Linked DNA regions of Mus musculus: region 2 is linked to region 1. The links are chromatin contacts, called in public Hi-C maps. All regions are on one chromosome and are shown on one strand. The core of a region is the stretch at or near the end of the contact, and the rest is flanking DNA. Distances in the headings are between cores, read along the strand shown. Region 1 has its middle 40 kb from the start of 4930447J18Rik. Region 2 has its middle 90 kb from the start of Gm52144.

Region 1 (6,681 bases), core at 2,696-5,195:
TTGTGACAAAGCACCACAACCAAGACAACTTATAAAAGGAAGCATTTAACTGGGGGCTTGCTTACAGCTTTGAGAGGGTTAATCCATGACCGTCATGGTAAGGAACATGGCAGCAAACAGGCAGGCATGGCACTGGAGATGTAGCTGAGAACTCACATCTGATCAATCCATAAAACAAGGCAGAGAGAGCTCTGGAAATGACAGAGGTTTTTTAAACCTCAAAGATCTCCCCTCAGTGATGCATCTCCTCCAACAAGGACATGCCTCCTAATCCTTCCCAAACAGTTCCACCAACTGTAGAACAAGCATTCAAATATATGCACATATGGAAGCCATTCTCATTCAAATCTTAGTATGTCTCATTCTGTAATTTTCTCATCCCTGTCCACTTTGACTCTCTGCCAGGGCATGTAGCATCTTTAGTCAATGGGACAGTAGCTGATATGACAATGAAAAGGCTTTATAAAAAACCTTTAAGTAGAGGCTGAGGGAAGGGCCAATTGGTAGAATGTTTGGCTGACATGTACAAGGCCCTCAGTTCAATTCCCAGCACCCACATAAACCAGAGGTGATGGCATCTATACTGGCTAATTTTGTGTCAACTTGACACAGCTGGAGTTATCACAGAGAAAGGAGCTTCAGTTGAGGAAATGCCTCCATGAGATCCAGCTGTAAGGCATTTTCTCAATTAGTGATCAAGGGGGAAAGGCCCCTTGTGAGTGACCATCTCTGGGCTGGTAGTCTTGGTTCTATAAGAGAGCAGGCTGAGCAAGCCAGGGGAAGAAAGCCAGTAAAGAACATCCCTCCATGGCTTCTGCATCAGCTCCTGCTTCTTGACCTGCTTGAGTTCCAGTCCTGACTTCCTTGGTGATAAACAGCAGTATGGAAGTGTGTGATAGTTTGTATATCCTTGGACCAGGGAGTGGCACCATCTGGAGGTGTGACCTTGTTGGAATAGGTATAACCTGGTTGGAATGGGTGTGTCACTGTGGGTGTGGGCATAAGATCCTCACCCTAGTTGCCTAGAAGTCAGTCTTCCACTAGCAGCCTTTGGATGAAGACGTAGAACTCTCAGCTCTACCTGTGCCATGCCTGCCTGGATACTGCCATGCACCCACTGTGATGATAATGGACTAAACCTCTGAATCTGTAAGCCAGCCCTAATTAAATGTTGTTTTATTAAGACTTGCCTTGGTCATGGTGTCTGTTCACAGCAGTAACACCCTGACTAATACAAAGTGTAAGCCAAATAAACCCTTTCCTCCCCAACTTGCTTCTTAGTCATGATGTTTGTGCAAGAATAGAAACCCTAAGACAGCATCCCATCACTTTGGAGGTGAACACAGGGTAATCAGAAGGTCAAGGTCCTTTTTAGCTATATGGAGGATTTGAGACCAGCCTGGGCTACATGAGGCCATGTGAGTGTGTGTGTGTGTGAACATGAGTATCAGGACTATAAAGATAACTTCTATGTATTCTCAGAAGCAGGAAAGGGGAAGTAGGAAGTAATAAGAAGGAAGCTGATAATTTTGTTCCAAAATACAGCTAGAGAGAAGGAACGCTCTAGTGCTGATTGCACAGTGGGTGACTAGAACTAACAATAATTTGGAGGGCATATGAACATAACAGAAATTACAGAATTTGAGCAGGAGACATGCTTTAGAAACATGCTAGATGAAAGAAATACTTCGAATTTCAGACAATGGATATGCTAATTACTGACTGAACCTTTACCCATTGTATATATGTTCCAAAATACTGCACTGTCACCCATAAATATGCAGAGTTATTTTCAGATTAAAATATATTTTCAGCCAGGTGTGATGGCATACAGCTTTAATTTCAGCATTTGGGAGGCAGAGAGAGATGGATCTCCTTGAGTTCCAGGCTGTCTAGGGTTATATAATGAGACCATGTTTCAAAATAAAATAGGTAGGTCGATAATAGATAGATGATAGATTAGATAATATGATAGAGATAGATAGATGATAGATAGATAGATAGATAGATATAGATATAGATATAGATAGATAGTTGATAGATGATAAAATTGACATTCTTAAAAAATCATATTTGAGCATTCTCATCTTCTCCTAGAATGGTCATAAGAGTATGTATAGGCTCTTGAAGAACATGACCGAGCTACTCTAAAGAGAAATATGTAAGACACTGGAGAAAAAAAAAAAAACCAGACCCGTGGTGAGCTAAGCATCCCAGTTGGGACTACTCTGAACTGGGCAACCATTATCTGACAACTGTGTTCAGCTGGGAGTGACTTAGATTAGAGCAGTAGGTACCTGAGAAGGAACAAATGGCAGTTACTTTATGCCACTCATTAGGTGGAGCTTGTTCAATAGCATCATATAGGCAATGGATGCAAAGCAAGATCTGGTTTCTTTGGTGGTCACAGAGGAGAGCGTGGGATGTGACTGTTACTATCAGTACCACTGCGTTGCCACCCCCTCCTTCAGCAGCCTCTCCTTAAAGTGCATCTGGAACAAAATCTAAAGTAACCATTTGCAAAGATATAATCATTGCCTCTGTTGTAGGCACCCGTGGTTTTGGAGACATAGCATACAAGAGACAATGTCATCAACTCAAGGACAAGTGTGACTGAGAACAGTCAGGTGTAGGAGCTTCCTGCAGTTGAGCCTCCTTCCATCCGTGGCCCTGAGCTCGGCAGCATTTCCAAAAACATAGAGGTATGGCACTACTTCACCACTATCTTCCTGAGTGGATCTCAGAAGGAAGTCATCTGGACATACGTTCCTGCTGCTCACAAATGGGATCTGTCACCTTTCTCATTTTGTTATAAGCTGAAGAGATGACTGTGTTCCAGTGCTGGTAAACGGATGGCAGACCTGGAGATGTTTATACAGAGCTGAGAACTGGAAAAGGCCTGGTGAGTTCCTGTCTGGAGCCTCCTCTCCTGCCTCTGCTAGAAAGGAGTTCAAGCCAGTGTAGAGCTTAACACGTCATCAAAGCTCTTCTGTATACGGGTCAAGTCCAGAGTCAGGAGAAAACAGAACCTGGGCCAAATAAACAGAATCCTACAAAAATCTCAAAGTAAAACATCAAATAAAATGTACGCAGAGGGACTGGCTGGTGGGATGATTTGGCAGAGAGGGTACCTGCCTAGAGACCTGAGTTCAATCTCCAGGGTGCACATAAAAATGGAGGGAGAGAAACTATTCCACAGGACTGACCTCTGACTGCTGTATGTATGCCAGGGTGTATGCACTCACATACATAAACCATGTGCGCAAATGCACACCAATATCATTAAAATGTAATGTTTGTAAAGTACCAAAGTGTCTGGAGAGAAGCGCAGAAGTTAAAATCACGTGCTGCCCTTGCAGAGGATTTAGATTTGGTTTCCAGCATCCCCTCCGAATGGCTCATTAGTTTCCTGTAACTCCAGTTCCTGGGGACCCAATGCCCTCTGGCTTTTGTACACATGTGATGTACATAAGCTCACAAAAGCATACATGTACATTCAAATAAATCAATAAATATTTTTTAAGTACTCATGTACAAGCATGAAGACCTGAGTTCAAATCCCCGGCATCTATGTACAAAGCCAAGCAAAACCATGCATTCCCATAACCCCAGCACTGGGCCAGCAGAGTGGGAGGCAGGGCAGAGACAAGAGGCCTCCCAGGCTCACCAGGGCCCTCAGCAAAGACTAGGGAGGTCCCCCAGAGGCTTCTGTGTGCACACATAGCCGATTCAGAACCTGGGACATATTTCAAGCTCTGAATCACTAACACAGCTTTTACTCCCTGCTCTGCGGGAGAAAGACCTGAGGAGCAAAAGAAAAGCCCTGGGACTCAGAGATGTGAGATTCTGGTCAAGAGCATGTGCTGGAAGGAGGAGAAGAGAGCCTAGGTTTCACTTCATCTCCATCTGAGCTCTAAGCTAATGAATTTCAGTACTACAGGGCAGCGGGGAGGAAATTATGAGCTTCTATCCAAACCACAGATCTGAGAACAGCTGTCTGTTCTGAGCTGGCTTCACACGCACGCACACACACACACACACACACACACACACACACACACACACACACACACACGCGCGCGCGCCTCTACAGAGGATTTATGATGCGGTTAAGAAAGCTCTATCTGGGACCAGTCTGAAGAGTATTTGGTGAAGGAAGGTGCCTGGCAGGACAGATGTGCTTTGACCCCTACCTCACTGGCAGGGAGCTCTAGGGCAAACCCACCTCCCTCATCTGCCTGCACTGTCTCCAGCTATTCAGTGGAACCATTCCTTTGCATTTCATTTATGTCGGTGTCCACTAACAACAGCACACTGAATCTGTCTCAGTAGACTGCTGTGGAATACAGCCGCTGAAACTACTCTTAGGTCTTTGTCTCTGACATTTCCTTTCCAATTAGGCTCAAACAAAACCAATTCTGCCCAGCCTCCTGGATACAAACCTCAGGGTGTTCTTTAGCGAAGGCCTAGAAGGAACGCAAGTCCTTCAAACGTCTTACAGTCCTTCTTCCGAAGGCCCATCAACTCCTTTAATCCCTTCTATCTATATTGTTGAGCTCCTACAAAAACCAAACTTGACCTGAAATTTAAAGTACTTAAGTCTTTTAATTAAAAAAGTTTTGACAAGTGCATTTTTTTACAACTAATGTCTGTTTTTGTAACAGATAGCTACTGTGTCAACATCTAAGGGCTGTGCTTTGCACTGGGTTAAACACAGTTCAAATTAGAAAGACTATGCCACTGTGTTTGTCTAGAAAGGGTAGGCATGTGAAGGAGTGAAATGCCCTAAATTAACCTTGAAGCCCCACCTGACCCCCGCAGACCAGATAACTTCCTGGAATGCTGGGAGTTGTGGTTCTTGGGAAATAACAATACCTCATGGGAAAGTAAGATGGCCTATAGGCTTGTCTTTATTAACACCTCCTACCCCCACCCCCAAAACACAACACGTGTCTCAGAGCCACTCAGCAGGGAAATTCCGGGGAGTGGTCCTGATCAAAGTCCATCTCTTGGTCAGTATTTAATATTTAATAAAGCGTCTTTCAAATTTGGTCCCAAATGGGGGAGGTGGTTTTGCTCCAGTGCATAGCTCAGACCTTCCCTCCGAAGGGTCACATTTGTGATAAATTGACAGTATTTTGACCAGAGAAAAGTATGTTAATATCCATATGTTCGTGGAGCTCTTCAAACTTTAGATGTAAAGGGATGGGATTGAGACATCTTCTTCAGGGAAGAGGAGGGGGAGTCTGTGGGTGTAGAGAAAGAAACGAGCACAGGACTTAGGGCAAAGTTCCTCTGGGTTCTGCGGGGTGTTTAATTTTCAGTCTCTTCCCCTCCAGCTTTAAGCCTCCCTGGCTACTGGGATTTCAGTAAGAAGATTAAGGACAGTTAACGTTCCTCTTTGGCAAGTTTTGTCTTTGGGTAGACAAGGGAACTTTAGAGACACTCCCTTCCTGAGCTACTGGAGAAAAAGAGCAAAGTAGGTGGGGGAGGGGACCCCCCCCCCAGGCGGCTCTCTCCGAGTACTAGAGAGTGCTAGTTTCTGAATCCCGACAACGCAGAACAACCTAGTCTCTAAGCCCCAATGGAAAGACTGTACCATGGAGGAGGCATCATGGATCAGAAAGGTCTTTAAAAAGAAAAGAAACCTCATAGACTGTTTGTAATCGGTCAAATGAACATTCTCATCTAACCATGCGCAGCACCTCTTGTTTACAACTGGCACTCTACCCCACCCTGCCTCTCCGTCTAGCCCACAGTTGGAACGCAGTTGCATTGTAAATCTGACAGGCTCACATTTACACCACATTCTCTCCCATCCGGCCATGAGACTCAGGTGACCAGGAAGCATCAGCTGGAACAAGGACAACTCAGGAGTGCAGGGGGTGGGGGTGGGAGAAGCATGCCATGGGCTAATCCTTGACCACAGCAGAAATAAGCCAGCACATAAATGTCTTCTGCTCCCTGCGTACTTCCAAGTGAGCAGCTTTGAGAGAAACTTCAAACAGTGCTGTGGGGTGATGGGCCCAGTCCCCCAGCAGCGGCCACCAGAGCTCTGTGACTGTGATTAAGCTGTTGAAGATCTCTAGGATTCTACCTCCACTTTAAAAAGAAAAAAAGGGGGATACTTCCAAGAGTGGTAGCAAACACATATTTATATTCCAGCACTTGGGACATAGAGCAGATACAGGGTTCTAGGCCTTCCTTGGCTGAATAGTGAATTTGAAACAAGTGTGGGTTGTATGAGAGACCCAGTCTCAAACAACAACAGCACACATACACACACACACACACACACACACACACACACACACACACACACACCACTTACCTTGAAGGCCTACATTAAGCCACCTGCCTGACGTTGACACAGGGCTCCTATTGGGAATATCAGCTGGGACCCTTTCTAACCCTTTTGCCAACAATCAGAGATGAATCCTTCCATCCTTTGATTCCTGTTGGACCCCCGACCAGTTTATCCTTTCTTTACAGTTGCTTTGAATTCTGAAAAATGATGTGATCATTGCAGTGCGCCTTTTGTTAGGTCTCAAATTTGGGCTAACTGAGGTGCCTATTTAACATATCAAAGTGGACCCTGATCACCAGGTTCTCCCAGCATTCCTCAGTCCCTACCTGTTACAAGGTATGGCTGGCAAACCCAGTCCACTGAGTAAGGTGCCC
Region 2 (6,681 bases), core at 1,692-4,191, 440 kb before region 1:
CCATCTTGCTAGCATTAGAGTTGGGTTTCCCAAGACCTACGTTTAAAAACAGCCTGGCATGGAAGCATGTGCATATAACTCCAGGAAAGCAAAGACAGCCAGATCCTTGGGTGGATGAGGGCATCACTGGTCAACTAGTCTAGCCTAGCTGTCAAATTCCAGGTCAGCAAGACGTACTGTCAAAAAACTGGACATTTCTTAAGGAACAACAGTAGAACTAATTCATACATTCAGTCTCTATCTCTGCCCCCCCACCACACACACACACATGAGTTGTGAGTAGTTGTGAACTGCCTGATGTGGGTGCTGGGAGCCAAACAGGGGTCCTTTACATGACAGCAGTACACACTCTTAACCACAGAGCCATCTCCCCAAGTCCAAGGTTGGGAGACCCTTAAAGCTATCTAACATTTCTAGTTCCCTCACGGCTGAACACCAAGGATTACCAAGGTCTGATCAAATCCTGTGGCTACTTCCTCAGATGGCATTCTGACTGCTTGCTTTGAGGTTAATTTGCCTCCCAACCCTTGTCTCAATTTGGAGGGAAGGTCCCCTGCACACATCTACCCATCCATCTCCATCATGAGAGAAACTAGATCTTGCCTTCAACCCTGCATGGCCTCACTTGAGATGATTTCCAGCCTTTCTAGACCTTGGAGATAGCCTAGCCCTTAGTTACATATCACTTCACACCCAAATCCACGTTAACAATTTCAAACAAATACTTCAGGTACCAGAAGGTGAGTGAGAAAAATAACACAATCACAGACAGAAACCCGTGTTCACTGCAGGATTCCAGCATTTCAGTTCTTCGGGTGAATTGTCACCTTCCTTCTCTCGGAGTCACTTGATTAATAACCCTCTCTCCTTACCTCAAACCCAAACTTCAGGAAGAACAAATTGCAAGGGTTTGCAAAGAAGGTTTCTTTTTTTTTTTTCTTTCCATTTTTTATTAGGTATTTAGCTCATTTACATTTCCAATGCTATACCAAAAGTCCCCCATACCCACCCACCCCCACTCCCCTACCCACCCACTCCCCCTTTTTGGCCCTGGCATTCCCCTGTTCTGGGGCATATAAAGTTTGCGTGTCCAATGGGCCTCGCAAAGAAGGTTTCTAAGCGAGATTAGAACCATCCATTCTTCTTAGGATGTTTCAGTCGCTTCTCTAACTAAGGTTAGTGGTGAGGCATGTCGCTCCAGGATGTCTGAGTACCCAGTATTTGGGTAACTGAACCTCATACTTACGGCAACCTGCTGCTAAGATCTTGGCCTCCATTCAAGGTTTGGGCTTGGATGATGTGCCTGAAATCCAAGCCTAAAGCATTCAATCAGGAAAGGCTGGGATCCAAAGTTACAGCGTGGGTGAGCCCAGAGGATGCCAGCTCCAGCACCACTTACCTGTCAGGCCTGATTAGGGACTCAGCCTCCAGGCAGACAAGCCTGAGGTTAAAATCTGGCCTGCCATTTTCACGCTATGAGATTTTAGGCAGTTTGTACACAGTGTCTTTGCGATTCATCTTCTTCTGTAAAATAAGACTGTTAGTAATAACCCCAGTGTCATGAACTGTTAAGAGAATTAACATGAACGGTGTTTATTTATAAGCAGTAGTCTTTTCTCACTTATGTGTGTATGGTTTTGCTCAGAAAACAGGAGCTTTTTAAAAAAAATAATTAATTATGTTATTTATTTACATCCCCCACTCCTGGTCCCCCCTCGCAGAGTTCTTGCCTGATCCCTTTGTCCCTTTACCTCTGAGAGGGTGCTCCCCCCCCCCAGTATCCCTGCACCCTGGGGCATCAAGTCTCTACAAGATTAGGTACATCCTTTCCCACTGAGGCCAGACAAGACAGTCCTCTGCTACATATGTGTCAGTGGCTTTGGACCAGCCCATGTGAGCTCTGTGGTTGGTGGCTCAGTCTCTGGAGCTCACCAGGGTCCAGGTTAATTGACACTGTTGGTCTTCCTATGGGGTTGCCACCCCCTTCAGCTCCTTCAGTCCTTCCCCTAACTCTTCCATAAGGGTCCCCAACTTCAGTCCAATGGTTGGCTGTAAGTATCTGCATCTGTCTCAGTCAGCTGTTGGTGGATCCTCTCAGATCCTGCTAGGTTCCTGTGTGTGTGAGCACAACATAACATTGGTAAGAGTGTCAGGGATTGGCCCTCACCCATGGGATGGATCACAAGTTGGGCTGGCCACTGCCCGCCATTCCTTCAGTCTCTGATCCAGTTTTGTCCCTGTATTTCTTTTAAACAGGAGTGATTTTGGATCAAAAGTTTTGGAGAGGAGTTGGTGTTCTCATGCCTCCATCGGGGGTCCAAAAACAGGAACTTTTAATATCAAGTGCATCATTTTAAAATCGCAATAGACAAACTGAATAATCAGATGTACTGAATTGTCGGGGGGGGGGCGGGCAAGAATAAAGCCATAAACCACGATTAGAGATGGAGATGGTGAAGTCCGCATACTGACCCTTCAACAAGGAGAGAACTCTACCCAGATGGTTTGGAAGAAGCTCTGACATTCAGCTCACCCTCGACTGTTCAGTCAATAATGTCCCTCAGCTTTGCCTGGGTCCTGATGAAAACATGCCAACTGGGGCAGCTCTCTAAGAGGTAGGGGTCTAAGGAAGGGTTAACCACCCCAGAGCAGAGGGGGGCAGGCCAACACGTTCCCAGGCAGCTATGTTTATCTTGTGTTTTGAGCACCTGACTCAAGCTGAGTAAGAGGGTTTATTTTCTCACTTGGAAAGTTTTCAAAACACCAAAAGGATTTGGTTAAGAGGGAAATAACTCCACTCCAGCTAAATCTTTTTCACTGGCCAAATGGGGCAGGCAGAAAAAAAAAATCAGAAATCTGCTTTGGGCAGTACACAGAGTCATTCAGGGGACGTGGTCATTTGTTTATCAGCAGCCAGCAGCTTCCTGCAACCAGCCGCAGCTGCTGCTCTGCAAAACGATGTCTTTTCATTTTCGGAGAGAGAAGTGCTAAGCGTCACGTTCAGGCAAAGCAAATGACAAAATATTTGACTGCCTTTCTCTCCTTTTGGCTATTTTTACCCCTTGCAGGCTTCCCTGACAGCATCTCGCTTTTTATTCTGGCTCTTGCTTAGCAGTCGTGGTGTGAGTGCTGTCTTTCAGTGTTCTCAGGAGATGCTGAGACCCCGAAGCAACGTGGACATGGTGGGACCACCTCTGTGCTGGGCTTAAAATGGCCTCCTGTTCTGTGGGAAGGCCAATGGCAATCAGGAAAGGGGAAATGGTCAATTCCTTGAATGCTTGCTCACCGGAAGCCAAGCAGAGCATACCTGCTACTCACTTCCCCAGTAAAGGTCTCTACAAACACACTACCACTCCTCAGTTTGAAGGATAGAGATTTTGTTTTCTTAGCTGAGAATAAAACCTGATATTCCATACTTGATTGATTGATTGATTGATTGATTGATTGATTGAATCAGGGTCTTGCTATGTACCCCAGGCTGGCCTGGAATTCATCTTCCTGCCTTTGGTCTTCTGGGTGCTGACATTACAGGCATGTGTTGCCATGCCTGTCAAGATCCCATGAACAGCCTCATAATGTCCCCTTATATAATCTAGGTCAGCTCTCTGTAACATTCTCACCAGCCTGTCCATTGCTTTCTTCATGAAAAGTTACTGTAATTATCTTGCTACTGTGCCTTAATCTATTCATCATTCATTCATTCATGGGTCAAACAACCGATTCCTGTTATGAGTGTAGGGCTGAGAACAAAATGGAATGAGTCCCAGTTCGTAGCATCAAGGGGGATTACTGCTCACTCCAAGAAACTGGAAGGTAAGCAAGCAGGAGATTTGCAAAGAAATGTCCTAGAGCCAGGAAAACTCCTCTGCCATGGACATAAGAGGATGCCCTCTCTCTTGGCTCCCTCTGTGTGAGCCGCCTTCTCCTCTTCCTTTGCTAATTCCCCTGTAGGGTTGGTATGTCTCCTGCCATCTCCCTCACTGTCCTGCACACCACATTTCTCATGCCCCAAATTCTTATCCCATATCACAGAGGACAGACTCATTTATGCACGCACTGCTTATTCGTCTAGATGTCTTTCTCATGAGCAGCCTTTCACCGAGTACATCAATGCTAATTCTTTAAAGCTAATTCTTTAAAGTCTCTTCTTTTACTTGGAGCGCATTGTGAAGATTATAATCTACAAAGAATACTAAAATGGGGAAAGATTCCCTGGGCCTAGCTTCGTACTCATTTTTATTCGTCTGATTTATGGAGTTGATAGGTGAGGCAATGTTCTCATCTACTCTGTACCGGGGGTGTGCGGACAGCTCCATCCATCAAGCGAGCTGTCAGAGCACGATGCTTCAGAGACACTGGCAAACAAAGGTCCAGCTGGTTAACACTTCCAGGAGATGAGAAAGGAGGCTGTTAACCCCAGTGCCCAGGGAAAAGTATTTCCCTCCCTCGGCAGAGATGTGGAGACAGAAGGGATATAATTTAAGAATGAATTCCAAATATGTCTGTATTTCCGTTTCAATCCCTGCATGAAATATATTGATAAATGATCAGCTGTCAAAGGTGATGCTGTTGAAAACAGGATTTATCTTTATTAGTAAACTCAGATTTGGATGTCCATAAATGCAGAGAAAATAGGGGTTTAAGCCCAAATGGACAGTTATGCTGGTCTGATGAGGTGCCAGATGGCAGCTGGGGGCCCTGAGCCATGAGAGGATAGGGCCTCTTATATATAGTCATTGCAGTATTAATTTGGTGATTGAACCTTCAGAGCATCTTGAAGTTTAAACACATATTAACATCTAAAACACACACCTCAGCTGCCATAGTGTTTTGTTGTTATTCCTTTCAAACACCTTAGATCCTTCTGGGGTTTTGTTTTTGTTTTTGTTTTTTTATCTATCACTCTAGTAATTCAAGGCCAGAGGAAAACCCCACAGGGGTATGAGAGGCTCAGTAGAATAATGTCTGGTAAAGTCAGTGTCAACCGGGCAGCAAGAGTAGATTCAGGATTCCCATGCTTGGATGCCTTAGCACCTAGAACTCTGCCAATGCAAGAGAACACGGGGAGGCATCACCATGGGGCAGCACTGCAGTCTTGGAAGTTCACTGTCTGTGGGTGCTCTCTAATAATGGCCTGTGCTCATCACTTGTCTTCTCTGCCCTCATTTGACTCGGATGAATCATTCTGCATTGGGCGATGGAACTCCGTGCTGTGGTAGAAGACCTGGAGGATGTTCTAAGCTCTTCAGGGCGGTGTGCCTGCTTAACTTGGCAGCTAATGGTATATTGTTCTCAAGAATGCTAGTGGAGGTGACAGAGGGGGTGGGGTGGGTCGGTTCACAAAGGGGCTCACAGTTGACAGTGATGAGAGAGATGCACCTGTATGTTCCTTTCAGGTTATCTGAGGGCTCCTCTTCAAGTGAGTCTGTCCTTGCCTCTTCACCCAAAAGACTCTAAAGATGCTTACTGCCTCACCAAGTACACTGCCCTACATGCCCACCCTCTCCTGTCCTGGAGGTTTCAAGAATCCACACTGCAGATTCAAGTGCATTCCTAATACCCTTCAAAGGATCTACATAGTCCAATTTCATCAGCAGGTTTGTTGCCTCCCAGGAAAGGTTCCAGAGGCACATAACCTCATAGACCTCCCAGGAGACTACCTTCTTCCTGTGTCTGGATTAGCAAGAACACCACTAGGGTGTGACCTCTGTCCAAAGGTAGTTGTGCCTAAAGAGAACATTTCAGCTAACTCTAGGAGTTAGTGCTTAGTAGGGGGGTGGCTTAGGGGTGAAGGAGGTATTGTAGTATGAAACATAACTATTCCACTATAATTCATATGCCAAGGTCTTGATTGTCAGTGCATAGGGCATTTGGAAGGTAGAAGAAGTGTTGGGAGATAGGATGCTGTTCTAGTCAAGGTTACTATTGCTGCAATGAAACTCCACGACCAAGGTGATTTGAGGAGGACGGAGTTTACATGGCTTACATTTTCCTTTATCACTGTTCACCATCAAAAACATCAGGACAGGAACTTAAACAGGGCAGACCTGGAGGCAGGAGCTGAGTTAGACGCCATGGAAGGGTGCTGCTTACTAGATTGCTCCTTCTGGCTTGCTCAGACTGCTTTCTTATAGAATCCAGCCCAGGGGTGGCCCCGCTCACAAGGGCTAGGCCATCGCTCATCAATCTCCAAATAAGAAATGGTTTATGGGCTTGCCTACAGCCCGATCCCATGGAAGCATTTTCTCAACTGAGATGACTACAGAGTGTGTTTCAAGATGATATAAATCTAGCCAGCACAAACGTAGGGAGAGAAAGTTAGATCTCTGGGAGTAAGTCCTTGAGGGAGTCTGGAGTCCTTTCTCTCTGTTTACTGGCCCCATAGAGTGGGCCTCTCTGAGCCACCGCATGCACCCATCATAGCGTTTGTCTTGGTTTCCCTGTTGCTAAATAAACCATTCTGACAACAGCAGTGGAAGGGACGAAGGGCTCATTCTGCTTCGTAGTCCTTCGTGGGCACGGACCTTCGTGGCATGGAAGTTTAGGCAGCAGGAGAAAAGCAGCTGCTCATATCATTATCACATCCAGGCGGGAAGCAGGGGTGGGGTGGGGTGGGGTGGGGTGTGTGAGTGTGGGGTTAACGCAGGGTAATGCTCAGCTGCAGTTTCAGCTCCTATAGTC

The links. Hi-C and Micro-C count contacts between places; a contact is called where the count stands out from the background.
Region 2: a contact with region 1 is called in a Hi-C map of LSK cells, with 1.8 times the contacts expected there. The contact joins two enhancer-like sites. A contact is called at or near these places in 2 of 484 Hi-C or Micro-C datasets (LSK cells and nephron progenitors), 1 of 115 datasets of contacts at active chromatin or transcription factors (bone marrow-derived macrophages) and 1 of 9 other capture datasets (embryonic stem cells).

The regions. Positions count from the first base shown.
Region 1 is chr14:47,855,640-47,862,320 of GRCm38.p6, reverse strand. No RefSeq gene overlaps it. Among named protein-coding and RNA genes, the nearest start is that of 4930447J18Rik, 40 kb to the left of the region's middle. Within about 2 kb of position 3,945, at least 24 of the 459 cell types and tissues checked have an H3K27ac peak or open chromatin away from gene starts, as enhancers often do. A contact at or near this core is called in LSK cells, where this site is marked.
Region 2 is chr14:48,292,186-48,298,866 of GRCm38.p6, reverse strand. No RefSeq gene overlaps it. Among named protein-coding and RNA genes, the nearest start is that of Gm52144, 90 kb to the right of the region's middle. Within about 2 kb of position 2,941, at least 96 of the 459 cell types and tissues checked have an H3K27ac peak or open chromatin away from gene starts, as enhancers often do. A contact at or near this core is called in LSK cells, where this site is marked.